Linked DNA regions of Sus scrofa: region 1 is linked to region 2. Evidence: chromatin contacts called from public Hi-C data. All regions are on one chromosome and are shown on one strand. The core of a region is the stretch at or near the end of the contact, and the rest is flanking DNA. Distances in the headings are between cores, read along the strand shown.

The links. Hi-C and Micro-C count contacts between places; a contact is called where the count stands out from the background.
Region 1: a contact with region 2 is called in a Hi-C map of skeletal muscle, with 2.3 times the contacts expected there. The contact joins the enhancer-like site here to the promoter of THUMPD3 in region 2. A contact is called at or near these places in 5 of 47 Hi-C or Micro-C datasets (embryonic fibroblasts, epiblast stem cells, fibroblasts and 2 more) and 2 of 2 datasets of contacts at active chromatin or transcription factors (alveolar macrophages and skeletal muscle).

Annotation. Positions count from the first base shown.
Region 1 is chr13:65,791,981-65,798,053 of Sscrofa11.1, reverse strand. All of the region lies in intron 1 of SETD5 (SET domain-containing protein 5), which reads right to left. Among named protein-coding and RNA genes, the nearest start is that of SETD5, 35 kb to the right of the region's middle. Within about 2 kb of position 1,348, at least 34 of the 83 cell types and tissues checked have an H3K27ac peak or open chromatin away from gene starts, as enhancers often do. A contact at or near this core is called in alveolar macrophages, embryonic fibroblasts and skeletal muscle, where this site is marked.
Region 2 is chr13:65,719,101-65,724,567 of Sscrofa11.1, reverse strand. THUMPD3 (THUMP domain-containing protein 3) reads right to left here and starts at 4,012. Exons shown (of 11, transcript XR_002338099.1): 1 at 3,021-4,012; 2 at 1,258-1,545; 3 at 132-209. The region is part of intron 1 of SRGAP3 (SLIT-ROBO Rho GTPase-activating protein 3); the gene reads left to right.

The DNA of each region.
Region 1 (6,073 bases), core at 99-2,598, 76 kb before region 2:
TGATCCAGGGCTTGGTAGGGGGGAGAGGAGGAAGGCAGAGAGTCAAATTTAACATTAGCCAGAAGGGGGTACTAAACATGTGATATGTTAACATACATAAAAATGAACAGATCTGTTTGTGGGATTCCAGTTACCAGCAATGGAGAGTAAATGTACTTTATGTTGGGAGTTCCCATTGTGGCTCAGCAAAAATGAATCTGACTAGTATCCATGAGGATGAAGGTTCGATCCCTGGCCCCGCTCAGTGGGTTAAGAATCCCACTGTGGTGCAGATCGCAGACGCAGCTTGGATCTAGCATGGCTGTGGTGTAGGCCAGCAGCTACAGCTCCAATTCGACTCCTAGCCTGGGAACACCTCCATATGCTGCAGGTGGGGCTCTAATAAGGAAAAATAAAAAACTTAAAAAAACTTTAAAAATGTACTTTACGTCGATATCTTATAGATTTCTAACTTTTTATTAAGAATTGGAAAATAATCTATTCTTTAGAAATAATTTTAAACGAGTATACTCAGAATTATAAAAATAAAAGGTATGGGAGTTCCCCTTGTGGCTCAGTGATTAACAAACCCGACTAGCATCCATGAGGATGTGGGTTCGATTCCTGGCCTTGCTGAGTGGGTTAAAGGATCTGGTGCTGCTGTGGATGTGGTGCAGGCCAGCAGCTGTAGCTCTGATTCGACTCCTAGCCTGGGAACTTCCATGTTCTGCATGTGTGGCCCTAAAAAAAAAAATACATAAAAGTTAAAAAGTATGAAGGTAACAGTAAGAGGAAGAAAAAAATTAAGTCAAAGAAGTAGACTCCCTTAGCAACAACAAAAAAGAAAGAATAACAGAAGCAAAAAGAGAAATAAGGACACGAGTATACAGAAGGGGGGAAAAGGAATGCATCAGAACTTCAACTGCATTTCAATTTACTATTTCTAGAACAATCTATCAGAACCCCAGGAAGCATAGTTAAGTTCTTGGACTCAGAAGCAGAACCAGCCTGTTGAGAAGCCACCATTTACATACAATTTCTAAGAAACAGGTTGTTATGAACATGCCAGAAATGGTTTGTAATTATTTCTGTTTAAATTGGTTTCAGAAATGGTCAACAGTCTCTGTATCTGCCATTCTGACAGTGTCTTTCCTACATGACTTGCTGAAAGCACAAGACCCATCTGATACGTCTGGTCACTCTCAGAGAAGACAGACAAAAGTGCTTTAAGAACAACTCCAATAGAGATTTGAGAAAAAGAAATTGCATCAGCCAGGTGAGCCGGAAGCAGCTGGGAGTTTAGAGTCCAATAAACAGCCAATCCAATGAAAGAAATTCAGAACAAGTCTGCTTCAGTAATCCTGTGAAGAGGACTGGCAGGAAGAGGAGTGCCGCTTCAGAAAAAGAACAGGCCTCATATGCTTCAGACAGTCTTTGTACTGTGGCTGTGGACCTTGGCCATTCTCCCAGAAATGATGCAATGCTGATGAACAAGATCTGCTACCAGAGAAACAATTGTTAACAGCCTATGCAGACAGCAACTTAGCCAAGAAGCAATCTCTGATCAATTCTCTCCAGAAACCACCAGGAAGCCAAATTTTGCTTCCTGAATTTTGGTCTCTGACAAAACATGTAAGTGAATATATATTTGGGGATATACAAACAAGCCATTTTGAGGATGTCCCTTTTTAGTTTCTTTGGCTTTTCCTCTATTATTAAATTTTAAATAAACCAATCAGATCATTTTTACTTTTATGAATTCCCACGTTAACAGCAAGCTATTTACACCAAAATTTTACACTTTTCCCCCTCACTCTCATAAAAACAAAACAAAACAAAACAAAACCCCCCAAAAAACAAAAAAAACCAAAACGTTTTGGCATGTAGTGGCTACCCTACCCTAAGAATTAAAAGCACTCTAGAATCTAGGGCCCAATTATGAGATTTCAAAGTAAAGACAAATATGTACACTCACTAAGTCAGGGCCAGAAAGGCAAATTTCATTTTAAAAATGAGGTATTTTAAAAATTATGTGAAACTCGAAGTGTTAAAAACAGGCATGGATTACAGAAAAAAAATCTTGCTTGGCTGACATAAAGGCAGATTGAATAATATCAGTTTTCAATGCCCACTTTTCTCAAGGGCAGCAATTACTTCAGATCTTATATGAGGATTAATGATAATTTTCCTCCTATTAACCACAACTTACTATCGTAGAATCTAAAATATCTTCAACTTAAAAATCCTACCTAGATTTTCATCTCCTAGGCCTGGTTTCTTTTTCAGAGCTTTGATATCAGGTTGTTCACATAGTACTGTCATAAAACTACTAGAATTTTTTCCCTCTTCACATACTAAATAAAAGACACTGTATATGTGAGAAAAAAGAATGTATACATGTATATGTAAATGGGTCACCTTGCTGTATAGTAGAAAATTGACAGAACACTATAAACCAGCTATAATGGAAAAAACAAAAATCATTATAAAAGACCCTGTTTAGTTTTCTCTAAACTCCAACTAGCCAGAAGCCATAATTAACTATATTTCTTTTTGAAAGGAATAACCCTTTAACTGGGATTCACTAAAAACACAAGTTTCTAATGCATTCTGGGAGATTTCACTGTGGCACAGTGGGTTAAGGATCCGATGTTGCCATAGCTGTGGTGAAGGCTGCAGCTCTGAACTTCCATATGCTGTGATGTGGGGGGAAATGCATTCAGTCTAATCTACTATACCTATATTTAAACTAATAAATAATGAAAATGAACAGATACACAATAACTCTGGCGGCAAAGGATCTTTATAGTAGGCCAATAAATGAATAAATTCAACTAAATTAAGAGACAAGTCAGAAAAATTTTCAATAAGGGTTAAAAGAAAATAACCATTAATTTTAAGATTCATTTTCTGAATCTACTCATTATTCAAAATTTTGCTATACATCTAGGTTGAATTGATCTTGAGTACTTCTTTCCTGGTTGTCCTATAGCAAATGGAATTCCCAGGCCAGGGATCAGACCCAAGCCACAGTTGCAATGTAGAATGCATCTGCAATGTACACTGAAGCTGCAGCAAAGCTGGATCCTTAACCCCCTGGGCAGGGCTGGGGAACCGAACCTTCGTCCCAGTGCTCCACAGATGCCATTGATCCTGTTGTGCCACAGCAGAAACTTCTATTATTAAATATTTTTATACTTAAAATTTCTACTTTTGAATGACCAAACAGTAAAAAGGGAAGATGGGGAAAGAATGGTAGAAGACATTTTTTTTTTTTTTCTATGACTACTACCCCTCAACTTGATTTTTAAATCAAAAATAGTTAAACATGCAATAAATATACAAATGAAATTTTATTAAAACCAACTTGTTTAGGAACTAATGTTGCAGCCGCATTACACGCTTATCCTTTAATTTCCAACTCACACTAAGATATCAAGGAAAAACACAGCTGTTGTACTGTAACATAAAGCTTTTTATCTTGGGAGAAGAAAAGCTATGTTAAGAGCAAGTACTACATTAAGAGTTAGGAAATGTGAGATCTAGCCTACAACTTAATTAGTTTGGTGATCTCAGAAAATCTTTTTTATAGATGAACCTTAACTTCCTCAAAGTAAAATCTTCATTAGATTTTTCTCCTGCTCTAAACTTCTATGAATCTTGGTACTGGCTCAAGCAATTCATGCAAATGTCTGAAAAGTCTCAGTTTTCTCATTTTCTCACTGTTCTGCTGACTCATAGGTGCACATGGATTATCATTTGTAGTAAATTAGAATGTAAATGGCTCCCTGAAACTTTTAAATACATGTAAACAAAGAGAAGTTACTACTAATAACCTGAATGTGGCTAAAATTTATTTTCACTGTCTCCAACAGTGTGTATTTCAATTTTGCTACAGTAAGTAATATGAGAAAAGGATATGTGAGAAACATGGGAGGAAAAAAGTATAGGAGAGGTAAGCAATAAGCATGGAAAATAAGAGATGAACTCCAAGAAAAGAGAAAGTTCAAAGATCTGGTAAAAAGTTCATTTACTTGGAGTAGTGTAAGTTTTAAGTTAGGCTTACAGTCTGGAGCAAGTTAATGCAGGCAAGGATCTAGAAGTTCAGGGCTGAAAAGAAGAAAAGAGAACTGTTGGGATAAACAAATAAGAGACTGAAGAAACATCATGATTTAGTAATTAGGAGCCAAAATAAAGTTTTCCTTTTCTCTCACCTCTTCTTCAACACTTGTTTATCCCTTGGCTCCTCTGTCTAACCTCCCTCTAGGGGCTACTGGGTTTGGCACAATAAACTGATGTCTACAAAAGCTCTAAGTTTACTAGAAGAGGTGGTAATTAAAACCTAGTTTTTTGTGGTTTTTTTTTCTGTCCTTTTGTCTTTTGAGGGCCACACCTGCGGAATATGGAGGTTTCCAGGTTAGGGGTCAAACTGGAGCTGTAGCCGCTGGCCTTCGCCAGAGCCATAGCAACCCAGGATCTGAGCCATGTCTGTGACCTACACCACAGCTCAGAGCAACGCCGGATCCTTAACCCACTGAATGAGGCCAGGGATCAAACCTGTGTCCTCATGGATGCTAGTCGGGTTCACTAACTGCTGAGCCACAAGGGGAACTCCAAAACCTAGTTTAAAACAAAACAAAACAAACAAAAACCTATTGTAGGAGGTCCCATTGCAACATAGTGGGTTAAGGTATGGGTTAAGCTATGGCAAAGGTTGCAGCTATGGCTAGGATTCAATCCCTGGCCCAGTAACTACCATATGCGGCAAGGATGGGGCAGGGGGTGTGGATGGGGAATCCTATAAGAAGTTCTTTCCCCATGAAAAACTTCACTAATGGTAATATTATAGAGGCCAAGACATACATTGTTGTACTTGAAAGGAAGGGGGGATGAGTAACAGAGTAAGAGTACATGCTATATATAGTAAAACTAAACGCTATAATCTTAATTTTTTTTTTTTTTGTCTTTTGTCTTTATAGGGCTGCACCCGCGGCATATGGAGGTTCCCAGGCTAGGGGTCTAGTCGGAGCTGTTGCCGCCTGCTTCCGCCAGAGCCACAGCAATGCTAGATCCAAGCCGCATCTGCGACCTACACCACACAGCTCACAGCAACACCAGATCCTTAACCCACCGAGTGAGGCCAGGGATCGAACCTGCAACCTCATGGTTCCTAGGTGGATTTGTTTCCACTGTGCCATGATGGGAACTCCAATCTTAAATTATTTTAACAATGAAGAAAAAGAAATACTGTATTCATAACCCATTTAACAATGATTTTTACTGCTAAAACTAACCAAGGATGCGAAGACTCTACCTATGACAATAATCAATTAGGAAAATTTTAGGCTTCTGAGTCTCAAAGATGATACTCTCAATGAACTCTGAACAATGAACTCTTTAAAAAGTTATATTCCCAAGACTTTTTAAAGGTTCTATCTTACCATGTTTCAACTCTCAGATCATGCTTTAGAGGCATGTACCACACTAGATCAGAAAAGAACCTCTCCTACCTGTGTTTGCTGACTCTCAAACCATACCTTTTTTCATTTTCAAATCCTGAAATGCAAACCATGTATACTTACTGCAGACAAAGTGGGTTATGCACAAAGTGGGTTATAAACTATACTGTATGAAAGTACAGTTTATGGAGTTCCTGTCGTGGCACAGCGGAGACAAACCTAACTAGGAACCATGAGGTTGTGTGTTCAATCCCTGACCTCGCTCAGTGGGTTAAGGATCTGGTGTTGCCATAAGCTATAGTGCAGGTCACAGATGCACCTCAGATCCTGCGTTGCTGTGGCTCTGGCGTAGGCCAGTGGCTACAGCTCCGATTTGACCCCTAGCCTAGGAACCTCTCTATGCCGTGAGTGCGGCCCTGAAAAGACCAAAAAAAAAAAAAAAAAAAAAAAAAACCAAAAAACCCCAAAAGCTATGCTTTTCTGTACTTTACGCAAAATTTCTCCAGTTGATAAAAACTTTAGTTTTAAGTTTAGAGTCTAATTCGTTATTTTAAAAATGAAGAAACAAGAGTTACAAAAAAGTTAATTTATAATAAGTCACAAAGTGGTGGAGTAAAGTAGAAAGAAAATTAGAA
Region 2 (5,467 bases), core at 2,763-5,262:
GTAAAAGCCTATCAGTATTCTATATTTTAAAAATAGCAGTAATGCTAAATGATAACACAAAATGAGAAAAGTGGAAATAATCTCTTTGAGAGGATGGCTGAAAATCAGGTACTACATTTGGGATAACTCACCTTTGTTTCTTTGAACTGGTAATCCTTAAACTCTTGAACAACCACAAATAAGTTATCAACTGATCTCAGACAATGAACCTGGGAGGGAAAAAAAAATGTTAGAAACAAATTTCTGAGAAAGCTTTTGAAGCACATTAACCATCAACATTTAAATATAAAAATTAGGTGTAAAGGTTTTAAAGCAGCTAATATCTATAATTTGTATTTAAAAATTTCCCATCTCCCCAGTCTCCTCTTTTTTTTTTTTTTTTTTGGTCACCCATCTGTTTCTATATCCCTAGAGAAAAGGAAAAAGGACAGATGGAAGAATAGAAGCTTGAAGTGCTGTGTGGGCAACCCGGATTTAGGGAAGCCAAAGATGAAGACAGTCAAGTGGGGCTTTATAATACCCTCATAGCTCCCTAGGGTACATTGTGTAGGGTCTGAACTCTACCTCTGTGGTTATTAGCTAAGCAACGCTGCATAATTACTTAGTCCTAAGCCTAATCATTAATGAGGATAATGGTAGTGCCCATCTTCATAAAGCCGCTTAGGTTAAATAAAACACTCAATGAAAAATACTTGCTTACCAATTCAACCCACAAATATGTACTGTGTGTCTATCATGTGCCAGATACTAAGAACTTGGAAGATATTGACCAAAAAACCCCCACAGAATCCAGAAAACAATCCCTGCCCTCATGTTGCTTATGCGGTAATGAGAAACACCTTAGGTTTCACTCTAGTGGGATGGCAGTTTGCTGACCTTCACTTCTCACACTAAGTGATTCCTAATTACTTTTAAGCAAGAATAAATCTGACACAAATGAAGCTTTTATGCTGCACCACTGAGGTCTAAGCTTCAGCTAGATGCTGAAGTAAATTCCAAGATGTGTAGCAGATACTAAGAATTTCTTCACAAGTCACAGAAGATTCTTTGTGGTAAATTCATCCTCAGGAAATATTAGGATCATTTCTACAAAAGAGAGCAAACCTACTAATCAAACTCACAAATCAGTACCCAATGGCAAACATAGTAATACTTTAAAAACACCTGATTTGGGGCAGAGCAGAGCAAAGCAAAACTAGAAAGCAACCATAAAATGATCTATTTAGAAAATTATTTTAAATATTGCTTCATTCAAACCTGAGCCAGACTTTCCACTGAAATGTCAAAATATATCTTGCCCCGGTCTTTGCTGATTTTGCATGATGATCCCAATTTCTCTCTCACTTCATCTGCAGCTGTTTGCTCAAAACCAGTAGGCACAGTGGCTCCAATAGTGACTCGGAGATGCTCGGACTCACTTTTGGGGCCACTTTCGGTCACTTGTGTAGAGCTCTGGTTCTCAAGAAGATTCACATCCAGGAGTGGGTTAGTGGACTCTTGAACATCAGACATACTGGCAGTGCTTCCAAGATCCTGAATATAATCCTTTCAAAAGTAGTACAGATAAAGAAATCATGCCCAAACATTATCACCTCTTATTTCAACTATAATTAAAAATATTTTCAGAGTTCCCATTGTGGCACAGTGGAAATGAATCCGACTAGTATCCGTGAGGATGCAGGTTCCACCCCTGGCCTTGCTCAGTGGGTTAAGGATCTGGCATTGCCATGAGCTGGGATGTAGGTAGCAGATGCGGCTCAGATCTGGTGCTGCTGTGGCTGTGGTGTAGGCAGGCAGCTGCAGCTCTGATTCAGCCCCTAGCCTGGTAACTTCCATATGCTGCAGGTGCGACCCTAAAAAGATTAAAAAAAAAAAAATTATTAAACAAGCAATATAGATACTATGGAAGAAAAAGAGACAGTATTTTCACAGCATCAATGTTTGGTTTGGGAGCACCTAGCCTGATAACAGCCATCACATAAATAAAACAGTTAATCCCAAAACAGAAGCTGCTAGAGCACATTCAAAAATACTTTGCTGCAGGTGCAGCCCTAGAAAAGGCAAAAAGACAAAAAACAAACAAACAAACAAAAAAATACTTTGGCATATAGTCCTGTTTCAGGAAGCAGTTAGGAACATGGGGCTTTGGGATTTCAGACCAAGGTTTGAATTCTTGCCCTCACCATTCAAAGAATGACTAAAAAAAGTTTATTCTCCAATGCCTCAACTTCCTCACCTGCCAAATGAGAACCGAAAAATGACTCTCTCTGGCAGCTGTTGAAAGACTTAAGTGGGAATAGCATACTGCTATTGAGCATACTGATTAAGGATGTCAATTTTTCTCCTTGAAGTGGTTATTCATGCATTTTAAAATGATCAAAAAAGAATACCTACTATCTAGTTACAACAAATATTTGAATGTCTAGAAGAGTCCAGACCCTGGGATCCAAAGATGGGCATCAAGAGAGATGTGAACAGTAAGCCAAATTTCCTTTACCTGAGCATTTGGTAGGATAAGGGACGAGGTGGAGTATAAGGGTCTAGAAAGCTGGGAGTGGAGATCAAAAGCTCTCAACAGATGTTCAAAGATTTTGTGAATCAAAACAACTTAAGTAGGCGCAGAGTACCTACACTGTCCTTGTTCTGAATCTGGGACAGGACACGGTGTCTAACACAAATAACATTCAGTCCCCGCCATTAAGGAGCGCACAATCAGTGATACGACTTCTATCTTCCAAATAAGGCAGATGAAGCTCACGGAAAGACCTACCAAGATCAGAGAGCTAACCAGTAGCGCCGGCTGGAATGAAACCCACGTTTCCCGACACCCACCCCCAGGGCCCAAATCACAGGAAACCCGGGGAGCTGATGAAACCCAGTAAAAGGGAGTGAGAAGGGCTCCGCCGTGGATCGGGCTGAAGTGCACCCGTCGACAGCCAGGGTCTCAAGAGGACGGTTGACTCTCCCTCCCAAGGGTCATTGGTACCCTACCCGGCCACTCCCACCCACCGCCCGTTTACCAGCCGCCTGCGCTGACCCTTCCGGCTCCGGGACCACGCTGCCCGACGCGCTCAGGTCACGCCGCCGGAAACTGCCTCGGCGCCCCGGAAACGGAAGTCGAGTGGCACGGCCATAGCGGCACCAACCTGGGGGCGGGCTCTGGTGCACGTCGGGAGGAAGAGCGTTTGTTTGCAGGGTGGACTTCGGTAGGTGGTGGTCCGCTCCTGCAGTTGCGGGCAGGACTCCCTGCAGGCAGAATCTGGAACGCCGTTGGCCTCGTCGTCAGTTGTGGTAGTGGTCGATGTTAGTGTTTATCCCGCTGGTTCCGAGTAAGCGCTTCACACACGTAAATTCATTTGTTCCAGCAACTTTCAAGCAGGGGCCACTCTGTTTTAAAGCCGGCGAACCTGAGTCTCACAGAGGCTAAATGTTTTGCCCCCAAAGTAACATGTTACCTAACGTATGTTACTATTGTTTACTTAGTATTTTTCTTTAAATACTTGAGGAAGGTTAACTGCCAAGAATTTTAAAAGAGAATTTTATTTAAGCCAAACTGAGGATTATAACCCTGGAAGGAGATTTCTCTGAAAACCCTGAGAATCGTTTTGCCTCGGAAGGCATAGCCATATACGTTTTTTGTCTTGTTTTTGTTTGTCTTTTTTGGGGCCGTACCCACCGGCATATGGAAGTTCCCAGGCTGGGGATGGAATTGGAGCTACAGCTGCCGGCCTACACCACAGCCACAGCAACGCCAGATGCAAGTTGAGTCCTCAACCTGCACCACAGTTTATGGCAGCATCGGATCCTTAACCCACAGAGCGAGGCCGGAAATTGAACCTGAGTCTTCGTGGATACTAGTCGGGATCTTTAACCACTCAGTCACGATGGGGTGGGGGGAGTCTTGTCATATATATTTTTTAGACAAGGAATCATACATCAAAATGACATACTGATATTTTTTATAAAGTTCACCAAGGATACATAGTCCAGGTAAGCAACAAGTCACCATAACCTCTTTCAGAGATGAGAAAGTACACTATTCTTTTAAGAAGTTACATTGCTGGGGTTAGAAGAAAAAAAAAATTGATCTTTGCTGTAAGCAGGCACTTCCATCTTTGAGTAGCTCTGGTTAATGTGTAAAGCACATGAGCGAGGGAGGAGGCCAAACAGAATTTTGCCTTTAATTTTTTCCTTGTCCTGCCTTAAAATATAAATTTTATTTCGTCATACATATCTTCAACTTAAATGATTTTAGAAGGGCATTTTTACAGTTCAACAATGTAAAGATAACCCAGTTTAAAAATGGGCAGAGGCTTGAATATTTCTCTAAAGATGATACACATATGGTAAATAATCACGTGGAACGATGATCAATATCACTAGTAATTAGGAAAATGCAAAGTAAAGCTACGGTAAAATACCTATTTGGTTAAAAGTTTTTTTCTTTTCTTTCTTTTTTTTGTGGTCTTTTTAGGGCCATACCTGTGGTGCATGGAGGTTCCCAGGCTAGGGTTCAAATCAGAGCTGTAGTCCCTGGTCTACACCACAGTCACAGCAATGCCAGATCTGAGCCTCACCTGCCACCTACACCACAATTCATGGCAATGCTGGGTCCTTAACCCACTGAGTGAGGCCAGGGATTGAACCCATCTCCTCATGGATACTAGTCAGATTTGTTTCTGCTAAGCCACAACAGGAACTCCTAAAAGTTTTTTTCAAAATAGGCAGTTCCAAGTTTCAGTAAGAATGTGGTGGATTGGAGCACTTAGGCATTGCCGGTGGGAATGAAAAATGGTACAGCCACTTTGGAGAACAGTTTGTACTTCCCTCAAAAAAGTTAAAGAGTATTGTCGAGAAAAAAAAAAAAAAAAAAAAAAAAGGAGTTCCCGTCGTGGCGCAGTGGTTAACGAATCCGACTAGGAACCATGAGGTTTCGGGTTTGGTCCCTGCCCTTGCTCAGTGGGTTAACGATCCGGCGTTGCCCTGAGCTGTGGTGTAGGTTGCAGACGCGGCTTGGATCCTGTGTTGCTGTGGCTCTGGCATAGGCTGGGGGCTACAGCTCCGATTCGACCCCTAGCCTGGGAAGCTCCATATGCCGCGGGAGTGGCCCAAAGAAATAGCAAAAAGACAAAAAAAAAAAAAAAAAAAATAGTATTGTCATATGACTCAGCATTTCTCCTGGTAGGTATACCCAAGAGAACTGAAAGCAGATGTTCAAACAAAAACTTAGACATGAATGTGCCCAGCAGCATTGAGCATTGGAAATAATCCTAATGTCCTTAGCTGATGAATAGATAAACAAAAGTGGTATATCCACCACACAATCATACAATACAGTATTATTTGGTCATTAAAAAAGTGAAGTACTGAAGCATGCTACAACATGGACGAGTCTTGAAAACTTGCAAAGTGAAAAAAAGTCCATAAAGACCACATATGTGATTCCTTTTGTATGAAATGTCTATAA